2 separate regions of the Sus scrofa genome follow, and region 1 is linked to region 2. Evidence: chromatin contacts called from public Hi-C data. All regions are on one chromosome and are shown on one strand. The core of a region is the stretch at or near the end of the contact, and the rest is flanking DNA. Distances in the headings are between cores, read along the strand shown. Region 1 holds the start of MLEC (malectin). Region 2 holds the start of DYNLL1 (dynein light chain LC8-type 1).

Region 1 (2,700 bases), core at 32-2,531, 150 kb before region 2:
GCATGACCTACATCATAAGGCCCTGGTGCAGAAACCTGGGTTTAATCTACAGGTCTAAAATTTTCATTTTTCACCCGCTCTCCTGGCAGTTCTTACACTGACTTTGAGAACTGTTCGGCTCTGTAAAAATGACTGCTGTTCTATCAATTAAATCAAATCATTTTCCCCATAAGATGGAATCACACCTCTCAAGACCACTGAGGGTAGGTTCTCTGCACTGGCGGATAGAATATTCGGATCTTACACTGACTGACCCAGTTGAAACACCACCAGCCTCCTGCGCAGTAAGGTTTCAATATAACCACCCTCTAGGGAGGGCCTGCAGCTTCTACTTTTAAGCACACACACCCTCCTCGCTCCAAAGGGGGGTGGGGGAGGAGGCTACAATCAAAACTTTCCTGGCCTATCCTCTTCAAAATTCCTTTTTTTTCTGGCTAAGAATCAAGCCCAGCTCCTGCACAAGAGATAAGAAAAGTGGCCGATTTCTGGGTCGGCAGGAATCTACCAGAAACTGACTTGAAAGGAGAGCAAAACCACCAGGAGAGAGACACCGATAACCGAAAAACCTGTGAGGCCTCGAGGTGGCAATAGGCCGCCCTCGTCTTTACTTTCCCAGCTCCCGTGGAGGTGAGAGGTTACGAAAATGCAGAGTGCGAGGTCCAAATATAACTTCTCGCCAACTCTGACTCTAAGGCTCTTGGTAGCTTCAAATCAGCACCAAGCTCTGGGCTCTTATCGGGTCACCGAGGAAACAGTAGAGAGAAACTTCACTCCAGAGACGTGGCTTGGGCTTGGGGCCCGCAGCCCTCGGCGTGCTGCGCCCGGCAACGCAGGCCCAGGATCCAGAGACTCTACCGAGGGGCTCTCACCTCGGCCCACCCGGCCTTCCAGAGGGTCCTTGCGGAAGTGGATCCCGTGCACGTCCACATGCGCCTCCCCGCCCGCGTTAACGGCCCAAATCACGCTCTCGGGCAGCCCGGCCCCCGCCAAGCCAACCACGCCGAACCCCGGCTCCCGGAGCGCCGGCAGCAGCAGGAGGAGCAGCAGTCGCAGGAACGCCACAGCGGCTCCCTCAACCGCCCGGGCGCCCAGCATGGCGGCCACCACAGCGGGGGCAGCCTCCGCCGAGCCTAGTTCTCAGCCGGCCGCCAGGCCGCCCCGGACTCAGAAAAACAGCGCCACGGGCCGCTGTGCCTCAGCTGCTGGGGACATGTCGCTCTCAGGCCTCTTTCTCAGCCACGGTGCCGCCTCCCACCTTGGGAACAACCTACCCCAGCGCCCAGCCCCCGGCCACGACCCTGCATCCAATCAGCGCCCAGCCCTCATTAATTATCCACCACCCCGCCGGGAGGCATCCTCCCATTGGCTGCCACACGCGAGAAGGGGCGTGGCTACTCCCAGGCGCCAGCCCAACCATCAGGCACGAGAGGGAGCGCGCGCAGAGGTTGGGAGTTCGGTTGAAGCGGCGGTTCAGTGCGGAAGTGGTAGGGTGCAGCGCCCAGGCGGCCCCGGAATTCCGCAGCTGAATAAGAAAGGTGGACTGGGGGGAAGGTTTAGGGTAGGGCGCACTGACACGTCGCCAGCACTTCCGGTGCTCCAGATTTGGGGGACTGAATAGGTTCCTGAGGGGGCGTTACTGACTTTCCCGCCCCCTCTTTCTCTGGGCATAAACATAAGCTCTAGGAAGAGCAGTGGACATCTTCCGACCTGAGACTTAGTCTTTTTCGCTGAGTGAGGCATAAAACCCGTCCTCCCCCAGAAAGGCCACAAGCACAGGTTTTTCAGGGAAAGGGTCCCACGAGGACGAGATCCCGCCCCCACCCCTAAGAGGATTCGGGGCTGGTGGTAGCGTCCAGATAGCCGTCCAATCAGAAGCCTCCAACGCAGCGGAAACGCGTGGCTTTTGGGGGCGGGGCTCCAGGCTACCCGGGTTTCCATGGCGACAGCTGTGAAGGGGCGGGGCTGGGGCTTTCCCGGCCCAGGCAAAGGGACCGGAGGGCGCTTCTCTAGCTGGAGGTTCAGCAAAGGCTTGATCACTGGTCCCACCCTGCTCTGGCAGTTTATCCAGCGCTCTCCTCCCTTCGCGATCCCTTTGCCGTGGTCGCTGCCAGAACTCCCACCTCTCGGATGAACTGTGTCTCAGGAGCCGAGTATTGCCCAAGGGATCACATCGCAAGTTTAGGGCGGAGCCAAAGCAAAATCCCGTTTGTTCCACAAATATTTATCGAGACCCTTCTGCTAGATTTAGCAGATAAAACACAGGAAGCCCAGTTAAATTTGAATTTCAAATAAGTGGAACATACTTAAGCTAAAAATAATTTATTGTTTGCCTAAATTCAAACTTAACAGAGTTTTTTTGCTTTTTATCTGACAACCCTGCCTACTACCTGCCAGGCAATTTGTTTTGTGCAACGACGAACGAAATCACACCCAGGGTCCAAAATGAGAATCACAGCCCCGGGAGTTTCCGGTGTGGCTCAGCGGGTTAAGAACCTAACAGTAGTATCCACGAGGATGCAGTTGGATCCCTGGTCTTGCTCCTTGGGTTAAGGATCAAGCATGCTTTGGGGCACATATGGCAGCGAACTTCCATGTGCCACAGGTACTGCCCTAAAAAGAAAAAAAGAGTTCCATCCTGGCTCAGAGGAAATAAATCTGACTAGTATACATGAGGACAGACACAGGTTCAATCCCTGCCTT
Region 2 (2,700 bases), core at 198-2,697:
TAAGTGGACAAGACACTTGGCTCTCCACTGTCCCTATAAAGAATGATGAAGAACCTGACAGCCAACTGAGCAAATTTTATTTTTAATGTCAATAGCCCTTCTGCTTCCATCTATACTGATGGTGCTAATCTACTACCTGGTTCTCAAATATAGCAAATTGCAGCCACAAATTTTCCAGAGCCCACCCTCGAGTGTTAATTTTTCACTTGGTTACCCTAGGCAGAGGCCAAAACTAATCTTTCTCTATGAAAGTCTTACAAGTCTCTGGTGAGTTAGGCAAAATTTGGCTACTCTTGTACTTCAGCAGGGACATCTTTTAGATTAAGGGGAAAAACATTCTTATAAACTAGACCAATGCATGCCTGCCTTTGTCAAAAGATATTTATTTCTGTTCCATCTGAAGTCTTTCATCGTCTCATTCCCCACTGGAACCCTCCCACGGCTTAGGCTGCCAGCTTCCTTCCCTTCTAGAAAACAGAGCTCGAGAAGTTGGCAGGCCTGCCAGCTTTCTACAGACTGCCATTTACCAATCCCCCACCATCACTACCACCCACTTTCCCCTCAACTGCCGACTGACTCCCCACTGGAGGTTGGCAAGATCTCCCTCCGGTCCTGCTGGAAACACCCACGCAGCTCCCCCCTCCCAAACACCCAGATGGATCCTCCGCGCAGCAATCACGGAGAAAGGAGAGCCGCTGCTCCCTGATCCTAGAAACCGTTGCTAGGTGGCGCTTTACCCGCGGAGCTGGGTAATAAAAAAACTTCGGGCGCTCAGGGTCTAATATTCAGGAGAAGCGCAAAAATCATGTGCATCCTTTTCTAGAAACCTCTATACCCGCGCTGCCTTGTGTGCCCCCAGGATCTCTGCAGCGTGCTGGGTCGCAGGATCAAGGAGATGGAACTAGATTGTTACTCTCCCCAGCTGTGCGTAAACTCCCCGAGCCCCCAGCCCGCGCTCTGTCCTCACCTTCTTGATATGGGCCGCAATGTCCTTCTCTATATTATATTTCTCCAGTGCCTGAGTAGCACACTCCACCGAATCCTGTTGCATCTCCTCCGACATATCGGCATTTTTGATCACGGCCTTTCGGTCACACATGGTTACCTGGGGGGCAAGGCCCGGGCAAAGGGTAAGGAATTGAGGTGTCGGCTGCGTCTGCAAAGCGCCTGCTTCCCAGGCCCGCTCTGCCCGCCCCACGCCACCCCGGGACGACGCCCCCCACCCCGCCTCTCAGGAAGCGCCGGCCGCGCGGACCGAAGAAGCCCTGCGGGGGACGAAGCCAGGTAGCGGAGTACCCCCTCCCGAGCCTTACCAAGTAGCAGCGGCTGGCCGACTGCAACGGTCTCCTGGGGGAGGGGCTGCGGAGGATCAGACCCGTCGGGAGAGGCGGTCGCTACCGAAGCCGTGGCGCATCTAAGCAGCCCCACTCCAGCCGCCGCCGCCTAGTGCCTAAGCCCCGCCCTGTTCCCGCCGGCCCCGCCCCCCGCCGAACGCCCCTATTGGCTTGACTCAGCCCCTAAGACTCTCCCATTGGCCCAGGGACTGAATGGTTCCCTCAGGATCTTTCTCCTGCATTTTGTTGCAGACCACAATGCACCGCTCTCGGCGTCCGTTGCCCCGGCAATGGGCCACACGCGGTGCGGGCCCAAACACCCCTAAGGTGGTGCAGTGGCTGAGTAGCGAGGACCACCCAGCGGCTAGGGTAGTCGAAGGGGTTGTCCTCCCAAACCAAGAGAAGTGATTCTCAATTTACAGAGGTTGTCCCAGGGTGTGTTCTCCAATAAGGATAGTCTTGGGAAGTTGGGTATCCTACATTCCTCCCTACCTCCACCCCACGTCAAAAGGATTTTCCGATTCTGAGGTAGCGATTCCCTTCATTGAAAAGGTATCTGTGAGGGGAGGCAGGGCCGGCTTCGTGGGGAAGTGACCAGTGCAGTCGCAGAAGAGGAGCCTCGGGGTTTGGTTTTATGCTCTGTGATCTCATTCTTGAAATTCTTATTAATTTGTCTTAAAAAGGGACGCCACATTTTCATATTGCATTGGGCCAGCCAGACTTACTCTGAAACATGGCGGCAGTGGGGGGTTGTGGTTTGGAAGTCCTGAAGAATGAGAGAGGGTTTCCTTGTGAATTAAGAGATTATCCGCAAGAGTGGGGCCTCCCTGCTGGGCAATGCTAACTTCCTTTTAAGGGGATGGAGGACCTTCCCAATGGATTTGGAAGTGTTAATCCTGAGTGTGTGTGTCAAGGGTGGGGCATCTTGCTCAGATGAGGCCATCTTTCCTGTGGGAGTTTCTTGGTGGAGATTTATCTCTGGGGCCAAAGTGGATAGAAAGGCATCCCTCAGAGGTATTTTCTCTAGTTTAGGAAGACTAACTGCTTAAGTGGTTAGAAAAAGCAAGGGGGGATTGGGGAGCAGGGTCAGTCATTTACTAGCTGTTTGAACCTCAGTTTTCTAATCGGAAAAGGGGGACTAAATATAAAAGGAAACCACTTAATATGCTTGTTGAGAATATTAAATAAACTAATGCATTTGAAATTCTTAGCACTACTTGGGGCACATAGTAAGGGTTGGAAGAATCTCACCAGTAACTGTCAGCTTATGGAACAGTTACGGCAAGGGCAAGGTTTTCAACAACCAACACTTAAATGCCTAAAATGGGGGGGAGGGGGTCGTTTGCTTTTTGTTCTTTTGGTTTTC

Evidence for each region. A called contact is a pair of places that touch in the nucleus more often than the background predicts.
Region 1: a Hi-C map of liver shows a contact between it and region 2, with 2.7 times the contacts expected there. The contact joins the promoter of MLEC here to the promoter of DYNLL1 in region 2. A contact is called at or near these places in 3 of 47 Hi-C or Micro-C datasets (heart right ventricle, liver and skeletal muscle).

Annotation. Positions count from the first base shown.
Region 1 is chr14:40,600,563-40,603,262 of Sscrofa11.1, reverse strand. It overlaps MLEC (malectin), which reads right to left and starts at 1,281. Exons shown (of 5, transcript XM_001928694.6): 1 at 870-1,281. The coding sequence starts at 1,095.
Region 2 is chr14:40,454,701-40,457,400 of Sscrofa11.1, reverse strand. It overlaps DYNLL1 (dynein light chain LC8-type 1), which reads right to left and starts at 1,447. Exons shown (of 3, transcript NM_001195114.2): 1 at 1,314-1,447; 2 at 968-1,105. The coding sequence starts at 1,099.